Regions from separate parts of the Gasterosteus aculeatus genome. Here region 2 is linked to region 1. Evidence: chromatin contacts called from public Hi-C data. All regions are on one chromosome and are shown on one strand. The core of a region is the stretch at or near the end of the contact, and the rest is flanking DNA. Distances in the headings are between cores, read along the strand shown. Region 1 overlaps slc9a8 (solute carrier family 9 member 8). Region 2 overlaps b4galt5 (UDP-Gal:betaGlcNAc beta 1,4- galactosyltransferase, polypeptide 5).

Region 1 (5,904 bases), core at 1,970-4,469:
CCCACGGCACAGAAATAGATCTCCTCCATGAATGTTCACGAGTGAACAACGGGCCCTCTGACATTCCTGACCGGGAACACACACACACACACACACACACACACACACACAGGCGCAGCGTGCACATTGGGATGTAATGCGACGGCACGTGATGCCTTCGCCCGCCCATTTAGCCGAGAATGATTTCATTATGTGGCTGAAGTAGAGGTGTGTGTGTGTGTGTGTGTGTGTGTGTGTGTGTGTGTGTGTGTGTGTGTGTGTGTGTGTGTGTGTGTGTGTGTGTGTGTGAAGCATGTAGATTCTATATGTATCCACGAGTCCTTGTGTGTGTGTGAACACATGAAGGGGCGGGCCTTCCCCCTGATGAGCACCTGATGTGCGGTTGTAGATTAGAAGGGAATATTGTTGCAGGGATTGCGTGGTGTGGCGACTGCATCCTGCTGATTAGCGTCAGCAGCGCTGCCTCAGCCGGACTCGCACGGAACCACTCCATGTGTCACACAGATCTGTCGTTTGTTCACTTGTAACGTTTCCATCTGATTTTGCTTCGTGGCGTTTCATCCTGTTTGCCCCGACGCGTCGTTGTCGTTGATTGAGGGTTGATCACCGGACTGTTAGCTTAGCATGGCTACCTGTTTGGACTGTATGTGACTTTGTCTCTGTCCCTCTCTGCACAGGAGGAGGAGATGTTCCGACCCAACATGTTCTTCCTCTTGCTGCTGCCGCCCATCATCTTTGAATCTGGATACTCTCTACACAAGGTGTGTGTGCGTGTGTGTGTGTTTGTTTAAACGAGGCCGGGTCTTTTATGAATGTGACTCACTCAAAAGGAATCCACAGAAGTATGAAAAATAGTCATGTTTCTATCCCCCCACACACTCCTTACACGATACGGCGCAGCATGCTAACGTCCGCTAAGCTAAGCAGCTCTCGTGTTGGTTACAGTAAGCTCACACACTCACTGAGCTTTGAAGGGAATTGGCTTTTAACGTGTTTGTTCTTCATAGATCCGTTCTGCGCCACCTGTGTTGCGTAACGCGGTGACACAGTTCACCAGGAGAACTTACACCCGTGTGTTCATGTATGTTCAGGGGAACTTCTTCCAGAACATCGGCTCCATCACTCTCTTCGCCGTGATCGGCACGGCCATCTCGGCCTTCATCGTGGGCGGGGGCATCTACTTCCTGGGTCAGGTGAGCAGCGTACCTCTTGAACAACTTGGATGTTCTCCTGCGACGGCATGTTAATAAAGTGTCGTCGCGTTGTGACGCAGTGTGTGTGTCTGTCTCCCTCAGGCCGATGTGATCTACAAGATGTCCATGACCGATAGGTGAGTCCTGGTAGAAGCTCCACTCCTCAACTGTCAGGAAAACACTTTTGATCTGTTAACGCCTTCCAGACAATAAGATACCAGCCATGAGATGTGTGCGTGTGTGTGTGCGAGTTTCAACTTGCAACTTTCCAAGAATTGGTTGTGAAATTGTTGCAGGGTTGTTAAATAAAGCTAACACCATGTTTTACATTTACGAGACATGTTCTATGAAGAATAAGACAGAAATTGGTTGTGGTTGCTTTTCTTTTTCCATAATTCTTTCCTGGTTTTGTTGCAGCTATTAGACACTGATTGCGTTTGAAATCTGTGCTAAATACTCTTAATATTCATGCATTCTTGAAGAAAGATGGATCTCTGTCGGTAAAGGTGAAGGACTTTTGATTTCGAAGAACGACTCACTCACGAAAAACAAAGACGCTTATTTTCAGCTTCTTCGCTTCCTCCCGTAGCTTCGCCTTCGGCTCTCTGATCTCGGCCGTGGACCCCGTGGCCACCATCGCCATCTTCAACGCCCTCAACGTGGACCCGGTCCTCAACATGCTGGTGTTCGGCGAGAGCATCCTCAACGACGCCGTCTCCATCGTCCTCACCAAGTAAGACGTCCGCAGGTAGAAGTGTGTTGCGAGGCTCCACGAGCGAAGCAAATAGGACCAGTATTTAGGTGAGACGGGTAGAAATGGTGTTTTGAAGGACAACAGGGAAGATGAGTCTCCTGATGCAGCTCTTCAGTCCTCCCCTTGACCCGACGGCTTAGTGTCTCTAACAGGAAGTGAGTGTGAGCATTTAAAGCTGGGACGTATCCATGTGCACGGCATTAACAGCGCAGCAATATCATTGTATTATTATTATTATTATTATTATTATTATTATTATTATTATTATTATTACTACTCCTCTGTCTTTCATGGTGAGCAAGGCGTGCTCGGGCTGCACGTCCATTCTTCTGTCTCTGGAGTGTCGGGCGAAAGGACCCGCAGGTTGATTTGATTCTTCAATGCGTTAATTATTTTATTATCATCTGATAAACGAGTTTCTGCTTCGCTGAGTCACATCAGGAATGAGAGGGTGTGACAACACGTGCAGGGAGCGTCCGCTCCGAGTATCGTGCGCTCACAATGGTTTGTCAAGATTGTCCGGTATCAGCGCACACACGCACACACACACGCACACGCACACTAAGCGCCTCGTCGGACGAGTTTGACAGGAAGCAACAGCTGGCAGACTTCCGTCTTTTGTCTGCGTCTCCTCACCCCTTCCCGCCAGCTAAACGGTGCGTGTGATCCCGTGTGTCAGCGCCGACCAAACCGCAGTATGAATAATGGATCGGCCCGACGGCGCCTCACGCGCCGGCTTTCCTGTGAACCGCTAAGGGCGCTTTGGCGCTTGTTTATCGGATTCAAATCAGATTGTTTAGCTCCACTGCTGCTGGATAACTATTATTTAAAAAGGGGTTTGACCCCGCTGGAGGCGACGCGTGGGATCGGGCCGCAGTATGGCGCGCTTTTATTTTGCCGTGGAAAAAGCTGACTGATTTTCTGAATGGCCCCTCGACCTCTCACCTCAAGTGAGAAGAGTGTAAACTGACAAGTGACCCACAGTGCAGCTAGCGCACGTTATTCTCTCTAAATAGTGTATTGTAACGTTTGCCTGGATGAGTGCCACGTCGATCAGATTTAAGTGACCTGTCGTGACCTCTGGGATAACCAAGGGCACGCGGAGGCTTTCCACCTTCATACCAGTCTACATTATAACTAACAAAGGCCTTTTTTGCAACCAAATAATTTTAAAGTAAAAAGAAGAGAGAATTTGAAGAGATACCTAGTGTCATTATTTTCCTGGAAACATAAATAATAACTGTTATTGAGTTTTTGTGTCTACGCCTTTATGTGACTAGTTCTGACTGGAAGTTGAGCGCTGCCCCTTCGGGGAACTGAGAGGACTCAAATGTCACATAGTGTTCTTTTGGTCACTATTCCGGTTAAGTCACACAGCCTTGGTTCATCACGTTTGCTTCACTGTGTGAAAACGCTGGTTAGTTGGCCTGTTTGTGGTGGAGTGTTGTCGCCCCCTGGGGTCAGATGAGGGCATCGCTGCCCACGAGGTGTAACGGGTATTAAACCCCCCCCCCTCTTGTTTGTTCTGCCCTGCAGGACGGCAGAGGGGTTTTCCCGCTCGGACAACTCGGCGACCGGCTGGCAGACGTTCGTCCAGGCGCTGGCTTATTTCCTCAAAATGTTTTTTGGTTCGGCCGCCCTGGGAACCCTCACCGGACTCATCTCCGCTCTCGTATCCGGACTCATTTAGTGTGCGGCGGCTTCAAACTCACGCTTGTGTACATTCATCTCATAAAATGTCCTTAACGCACTGATTAGTTTCTGAAACACTTTGATCTGAGGAAGACGCCGTCGCTGGAGTTTGGCATGATGATTATCTTTGCTTATCTTCCTTACGGCCTGGCGGAGGGCCTCAAGCTGTCTGGTGGGTGTGCACACACACATATAATTGTTAGCTTACCGTAACATTGTTTTAATGGCGTGCTCTCTCTCCCCCTGCAGGAATAATGTCCATCCTGTTTGCGGGCATCGTGATGTCTCACTACACGCATCACAACTTGTCTCCGGTCACTCAGATCCTCATGCAGCAGACGCTGCGCACCATGGCCTTCATGTGTGGTCAGTGGGCCACGTCTTACTGCCCAAACACAGAAAGGGGCGGGGTTTGAGAGAGGCGACACACAGGGGCGGGGTTTGAGAGAGGCGACACACAGGGGCGGGGTTTGAGAGAGACGACACACAGGGGCGGGGTTTTGAGAGAGGCGACACACAAGGGTTTGAGAGAGACGACACACAGGGGTTTGAGAGAGGCGACACACAGGGGCGGGGTTTGAGAGAGGCGACACACAGGGGCGGGGTTTGAGAGAGGCGACACACAGGGGCGGGGTTTGAGAGAGGCGACACACAGGGGCGGGGTTTTGAGAGAGGCGACACACAAGGGTTTGAGAGAGACGACACACAGGGGTTTGAGAGAGGCGACACACAGGGGCGGGGTTTGAGAGAGACGACACACAGGGGCGGGGTTTGAGAGAGACGACACACAGGGGCGGGGTTTGAGAGAGGCGACACACAGGGGCGGGGTTTGAGAGAGACGACACACAGGGGCGGGGTTTGAGAGAGACGACACACAAGGGTTTGAGAGAGGCGACACACAGGGGCGGGGTTTGAGAGAGACGACACACAAGGGTTTGAGAGAGGCGACACACCGGGGCGGGGTTTGATACGACAGACGGTTGGTTCTAAATGACCTAAGGAGGTCGGCGTAGACGCTGCGTTTGCGCCTGTTGTATCAGAATTTGGGTGTTCGTCCAACAAAGAGCCAAAGCAAGGATTGATGACGTGATTCCACCGGTAAAGGTTTGACTGACAGCTGTTTTGTCCAATCACCTGTGAAGTTCCTCTGTTTCCCCTCCAGAGACCTGTGTGTTTGCCTTCCTTGGTCTCTCCATCTTCAGCTTCCCTCACAAGTTTGAACTCTCCTTCGTCATCTGGTGCATCGTAAGTGCTCCTGCTCGTGTTCTCTGACTGCTTGTTGGATCCCCCCCCCCCCCCAAACACACACACACCACCCGTTTTCCTCTCCGTAGGTCCTGGTGCTTCTCGGCCGAGCCGTGAACATCTTCCCACTGACAGTCCTGCTGAACGTCTTCAGGGACCATAAGATCACGCCCAAGATGATGTTCATCATGTGGTTCAGTGGTGAGGCGACAGGACGTCAGCACATTAATAAAACTATATGTTTAAAACGCTTCATCATAAATACGTCTCCATCAGGCCTGCGAGGCGCCATCCCCTACGCGCTGAGCCTCCACTTGGGCCTGGAACCCATCGAGAAGCGCCAGCTGATCGGCACCACCACCATCATCATCGTCCTCTTCACCATCCTGCTCATGGGGGGCGGGACCATGCCGCTCATCCGCCTCATGGACATCGAGGAGAGCCAATCGCGGCGCAAGAGCAAGAAGGACATCACCCTCAGCAAGACGGAGAAAATGGTGAGGGCCTGAGACGCTCCGTCGGCATGGATACCAGCGGTTCATTTCAACTGACCCCGCCTCCCTCCTCTCTGCTGCGCCCTTTTCTCTGCAGGGTAACACCATCGAGTCGGAGCACCTGTCGGAGCTGACGGAGGAGGAGTACGAGGCTCATATCTTCCAGAGACAAGACCTGAAGGGCTTCATGTGGCTGGACGCCAAATACCTGAACCCCTTCTTCACCCGCCGACTCACCCAGGAGGTGAGGCACGCACCGGGGGGAGGGGGCGGGGGTTCATTCAAGTTACAACTTCCTGGTACCCGAGGAGCAAGAAATCGACTTTAAGTTGTTGGATTAAAGAATTTGATTCACAGCTTAAAACACCTTGTTAGTTTTTTTCTGGCATGTCGTAGCTGAACATTAAATATTCATATCTGGTTCATTTAGTGCCGAACACATCGCATTCCCTACGACTCCTTCACAATAAAAGCATGCCGTCACACACTCAAGCTGTATAAAGTAGTTTAAGTTAAGTGTGATTCA
Region 2 (5,788 bases), core at 568-3,067, 36 kb before region 1:
GATACGAAGCGCCACAAAGCAACGATGCCTCGGGACATGTAGCAGCAAATAATGTGACCCAACACATTCTGTGACACAATTCAGGACTTTAATCTGCAGCATGTTGCCACTGCAAACATTCCAATCCTCCTTTATTTCACGCGTCATTGTGATAAAGAGAGGGCCTCTTTGCGAGTAAAGAAACGATATTTAATCCCACAGATCGTCAGAAGCTGATGAGGAGATGTGCCTTTTTGGCCCTTATAATAAAAATATGCGTGTGGTTTGACTGTGACGATAATCAGCAGCAGATGGAAGATTCAGACGTCTTCGAAGGCAACAATTAAAATGTGGTCGGGTGGGTTAAAAACAAACAGGTTGTGTTTTTGAAGAATGTGAAGTCGTCGCTGGCAAACAGGATGTTAATTACTGATCTACACCTTCACCCGCTGACGTTCAAATCAACCAACTGTCAATCATTTCTCTCAATATCTGCTGATTAGAGATATCGCAGATTAAGTGGAACAACAGACGTTGAGTTCTGACCCTGCAGGTCTCACAGGTCTCATATTTATGACTTAATTATGAGAAACTGTCTCGTTTTAATGGCTCAACTGGTCTCAAACGGTGCAAATGGAAACTAACTTCCATTGAATCTCTGAGCAGTTTTTTTTTTTTTTAAGTGCTTGTTTTGCGGAAAATAAATGTGAATGAAAGAGCTTGACTGCGTTAAGAGTCAAAACCGGCTCACAAGACCGCGGTCACATGAAGCAGTCAGGTGACACGGTGAGGTCACTGCGTGGTGTGTGTGTGTGTCTGTGGGGGGGGGGAACTCAATGATAAATAAGGAAGTTGAATGAAAGTATCAACAAATAGACGCCAGACGACCTTGCAAAAGCGCAGCAGTCAGCACGTGGTTGATAAAAGCATCTCCTTGGCAACCGTGACGAAGAGGCGAGCAGCGGAGAGGCCGCCGGCGTGAAAACAAGAACGCCGGAGGGATACGAGGGACGACCTCAGAGAGGAAACACACGAGCAGAGGAAACGAGTGAGGGGGATGGAATGTGATGTGATGGGGGGGGGGGGGGGCAGAGGACGGGACACCGAGACGAATGGTGGACCAGTGAGTGGTGAAGAGGAGGAGGAAGGATGTGTTGACGAGCTCCTCGACAGGAAAGCAGGCGAGAGTCACAACAAACAATAACTGAAGACCCCCCCCCTCCACCTCCTCCCCCAACCTTAACCTGGGGGACCAGATAGCAGCTGGGGGGCTCTGCTGCGCCGTCCCAGTGGTGGCTTTGGGGAGCCGCAGCAGAAGGGGGGGGGGGGGGGGGGGCGTTCATCATAAATATAGCTTTTTGTCTTGTAGCCTTTTTTAAATTTAGTCCATTTAGAAAGACAGAAGGAAAAAGTAAAAGCAACAGACAAACAAACAAACAACAGTCACCGTGACGACGCCAATATATCATTTTTGTTCCTTATTTCATCCTTAACGTATCTGTGTAAACTGAATGTGACAGGCTGGACACACCTTTCTTTACCTCTCCATGCGTCCACAGGGGATCCCGTGCTTACGGTCACATTGCAATGACTTGTGGGTAGTTTCCTCGGGCGAGGTCAGCGTCTAATGCCGATTCATGGAAAGAGCTCAGACAAAGCTTAACGCACCTTAGACAGAGGAACTGAACTCATGGGAGCGCCTCAAATCCCAGAGTCCGTCGGGGCGGAGGCTGGGATCGGGCCTCCATGGGGGTGGGGAGGCTGGGATTGGGCCTCTGTCAAGAGGAGGCTGGGATCGGGCCTCCGTCGGGGCGGAGGCTGGGATCGGGCCTCTGTCAAGGTGGAGGCTGTATCGGGCCTCCGTCGGGGCGGAGGCCGGGATCGGGCCTCTGTCAAGGTGGAGGCTGGGATCGGGCCTCCGTCGGGGCGGAGGCTGAGATCGGGCCTCCGTCGGGGCGGAGGCTGGGATCGGGCCTCCGTCGGGGCGGAGGCTGGGATCGGGCCTCCGTCGGGGCGAAGGCTGGGATCGGGCCTCCGTCGGGGCAGAGGCTGGGATCGGGCCTCCGTCGGGGCAGAGGCTGGGATCGGGCCTCCGTCGGGGCAGAGGCTGGGGTCGGGCCTCCGTCGGGGCAGAGGCTGGGATCGGGCCTCCGTCAGGGTGGAGGTCGAGCACAATTCAGTTAATCCCGCATTGAGCACCATCAGACCTCGACAGCTTTAAAACAGTTGAACGCGTTGTTGCCTCCTTGCTCGTGAAGGAGTGAATGCAGCGCCCCCTGAGCAGAGTGACGCGACCCGCGCGGGTTCACCCCGCAATATGCTAATATGCTAACACCACATTTCCGACGGTTGGCGGGCGCGGCGGGACAAAGGAGGCCGAGTGGACATGTTTAACTGGGACGTAGAGAGCGGGTCGACTGGTTAAACTGGTTTAGGACTTTCCGCTGCCAGTTCTTAGATCACAGATTAATTCCCAGAAAAATATGGCCGACATCTTCTGTCCGTCAACTTTGAGGCCTGTGAAACGAGCGGCTGTCAATGTGTGCGTGCGTTGTGTATGCACATCCTGAGACAAAGATTTAAGAGCTGCCCTGTGTGTGTGTGTGTGTGTGTGTGTGTGTGTGTGTGTGGCAGACTGGTGTTAGCATACCAAAGCCTTGTGTTTCCATTAAGATGTGGCTGCTCCAGTCAGGCCTCTGTGCCTCTGCCAAGCCTCACACACACACACACACACACACACACACAGTATGGGGGGGGGGGGGCAGTGGTATTTTCATTGAGGATGAACAGAGGTTCACAGAGGAAGTGTGGGATTACATCTACACTCGTAGGTATGTTCCACGCCACCGTGGAGATTAATGTACGATTAGGAAACACACGTCGTCATGGTGACGCCGACCGTCTGTTGACTGGTGTTTTAACACCGTGAGACATTTTTAGTTGTCGCCATATTTTTGGTCAACAGGAAGTGACACTATCTGGTCTGAGGAGGAGTCGCGTAGGTGATGCTGTACTTCTCTGGCAGAGACCTGTCAATCGGCGTGTGGCCCCGCCCTAAAGCATCCCCTCCTTTATAGTCTGTTTGATTCTAAATGGACCATCATCTACTAAATGAACATCATGCTGTATTGAAGAAGACTTGAGACTGAGACCATAAACCCGTTTACAATGTTTACTGAGGGAATAAACCAAGAGAGTAATTTTCTCATAGACTTCTATGGCCATCAGGGACAATGCAGCTATATCACACTTCTCCATTGGCTTCTCTCTTAAGAACATACTTTCAGAACATAGAATATATTGACGGATCAACACTAGAAAGGAATGACATGCCCTCCGTTGTGTGAAAGCTTTTTTATTCAGGACATTTTGGCCAGAAGCCGCCGACCCAGAAACAAACCCACCGAGAGAAGACGCTGCCGAAACAGAGGACGGGACCGGGCTGCTGAATCTTTCACAAGTTTCATTTTATTGGTGTACTTTGACAAGAACAATGATGGTATAAAAGAAAAATCTCCATCATACAAATTTCAATAATCAAAAGATAATATGCCGATACACAAACAGACCACGTAAGGCTGACATCAAGCTCCGACCAGTGGCTTCAAATGGCTTCAGTTCAAGGAGAGCGACTCCTTACAATCAGAGAAGATGTACACTTTAAATTTAGCATCCTTGTTAAGTTAGCTTCCATACAAAAGAATGAACCGGTGTGGTTTATTAAGAGCAAACTTCATCGCCATTTTTTTTTTTTTGGGGGGGGGGGGGGGGGGGCATGTTTCATTGCATTGTAAGCAGATGGCATGTTTCACCCTCTTTGTGGAGGGGGGTGGGGGGGGTATATATATATATTTTCATTTTACAAAAGAGTCGGCGTGGGCGAGGGGGGGGGGTTGATGTAAAAACGGTGATGTCGCTGCGTTAGCTGCGTTAGCTTCATTAGCGATGAGCCTCCTTCACGCGAGCCTCCGTAGTGATTTAAGACCTTTATAGAATTTCTAAAACACTACACACAACAATATGTACAACGATCGGTTTATTGATACACACTTTATTTTCAATTTAAAGTTTTTGCTTTGTAAAAAAAAAAAAAAAAAAAAAAAAAAAGAGAACAAAAAAAGGAACTTTGAGTGAAAAAAAACCTCAATAAATTAAGAAGCTTTAAGGCCGCCAGTCTTGTCAGGTGCCCAAAGAAGGGTCCCTTCATTTAAACTGGTACAGAACAGATGGGGGGGGGTAGTGAAGCCTTTTAGTGAGCAGCAGGCTCTGTCTGGATGCGGGACCATGTTATGATTATATATACATACATATATATATATATATATATATATATATGTATATACAAATCAACATGACACACTTCCTGTACCTTTAGAGACATGTGACAGGAAGCCGCCTCGTCGATTGGTGGTTAATTGGCTCGCTCCACATCGCCCACGGAGCCTAATACTGACTTAGAGGTCAGAGGTCAGGGTCTTCACCTCGCTTAAAAACAAACAAACTAAAGCTTCTTTCTTTTGCTGCACGTCCATCTAGTTTTTATGACAAACAAAGAACACGTGAACCAAAGTCGTTGTCATGTGACTGATGGGAGACAGAAAGGGGGAAAAAAATAAAATTATTAAACACCTCAAAATGTAGACGGAAAACCTTTTTTTTGCCATTTCACTCGAACACACGAGGAAAAGGGAACTTAACACAAATGCTGCCAGCGTCCACGCGTTCCACCGGGGAGCAGGAAGTACACAAACCAGCCTGGGGGGGGGGGGGGGGCGCAGAGGGGGGGCTTGTCTATTCTCATAATGTTGGAATCGGCACGCAGCGAGGCTCTGGAGAGGTCAGCACCATTGATTAGCAATTATAAATGGGGGGGGGGGGGGGGGCCCGGTGGAAGACGCAGACCGATGGCCGATTCCGTCTCGCCCTCGCCGTGTTCGTCACACAAAATCTGTGTTGGCACGCAGAGAGAACTGCCCCCCCCCCCTCCAATCACACAGACCCCAACCCCACATAATAATACACACAACTACAAGTTCAGTGCATCTAACACAGTCTGTCACTAAACGAGGTAAAATCACAGAAATAATCCGTTAAAAGGTTGAATAAATAAAGCGAGGTCCAGCCTCTTTACTTCCTGTTTCATTTCCCACAGAACAAACGCACACCAAGGCGATCTCGAGTGAAATGGAAGTAGCTGCAGTGACTAGACGACAGTGCTCGTTTTCTGGAAGGGTGAAGAGGGGGGGGGGGGGGTGGGGCTGCTGTGCACTGCTCAAGGGCCGGGTCGGTACACTGGCTCGCAACAGGAAATTCTACCGACGCGGAGCTTTTATTCATGTGTATATTTATGCTAACGAAGCGCATCAGTGACCTTCACGTCTGTTTTTCCTTTTCCACGTCGAGATCAAGAAGCTTGTCAGTTTAAAAATAAAACAAAGGCAGCGTTAGATGAGAGACTCACAGGGGGGGGGGGCGCCGGCTGACACGGTTACAAACACCAACAACAACAACAACAAAGCAAAAGCTTCTGTAAACACAAGTGACAGCAGCCAAGTATACAAAACGTGATTTTAAACGTGGGATCTAAGAGCGCGCGAGTCGGGACCTGCACGCCGATCTGAAGCCTCCTGGAGGTCACGCCGACGACCTCACTGACATCAGCCGTTTGCATAGCTCTCCCTCACGTGTGTGCGCACAGACACACACACACACACACACACACGCGCGCACTGAAGAGGGCGCTGCGTTTGCGTAGGCAAAGCTGTGTCGATGGTGAGGTTTGCATACGCTGAGGCTCCTCCTCCTCCTT

The links. Hi-C and Micro-C count contacts between places; a contact is called where the count stands out from the background.
Region 2: a contact with region 1 is called in a Hi-C map of whole body, with 5 times the contacts expected there. The contact joins two enhancer-like sites. A contact is called at or near these places in 5 of 6 Hi-C or Micro-C datasets (liver, skeletal muscle, tail fin and 1 more).

Annotation. Positions count from the first base shown.
Region 1 is chr2:1,761,561-1,767,464 of fGasAcu3.hap1.1, reverse strand. It overlaps slc9a8 (solute carrier family 9 member 8), which reads left to right. Exons shown (of 16, transcript XM_040193924.2): 5 at 678-761; 6 at 1,092-1,193; 7 at 1,296-1,330; 8 at 1,783-1,926; 9 at 3,484-3,619; 10 at 3,706-3,811; 11 at 3,889-4,005; 12 at 4,802-4,884; 13 at 4,974-5,085; 14 at 5,161-5,381; 15 at 5,476-5,622. Among protein-coding and RNA genes, the nearest start is that of slc9a8, 9.8 kb to the left of the region's middle. Within about 2 kb of position 3,219, at least 5 of the 9 cell types and tissues checked have open chromatin away from gene starts, as enhancers often do.
Region 2 is chr2:1,796,035-1,801,822 of fGasAcu3.hap1.1, reverse strand. b4galt5 (UDP-Gal:betaGlcNAc beta 1,4- galactosyltransferase, polypeptide 5) reads right to left here. Exons shown (of 9, transcript XM_040193494.2): 9 at 3,432-5,788. Among protein-coding and RNA genes, the nearest start is that of emilin3b, 12 kb to the left of the region's middle. Within about 2 kb of position 1,817, at least 3 of the 9 cell types and tissues checked have open chromatin away from gene starts, as enhancers often do.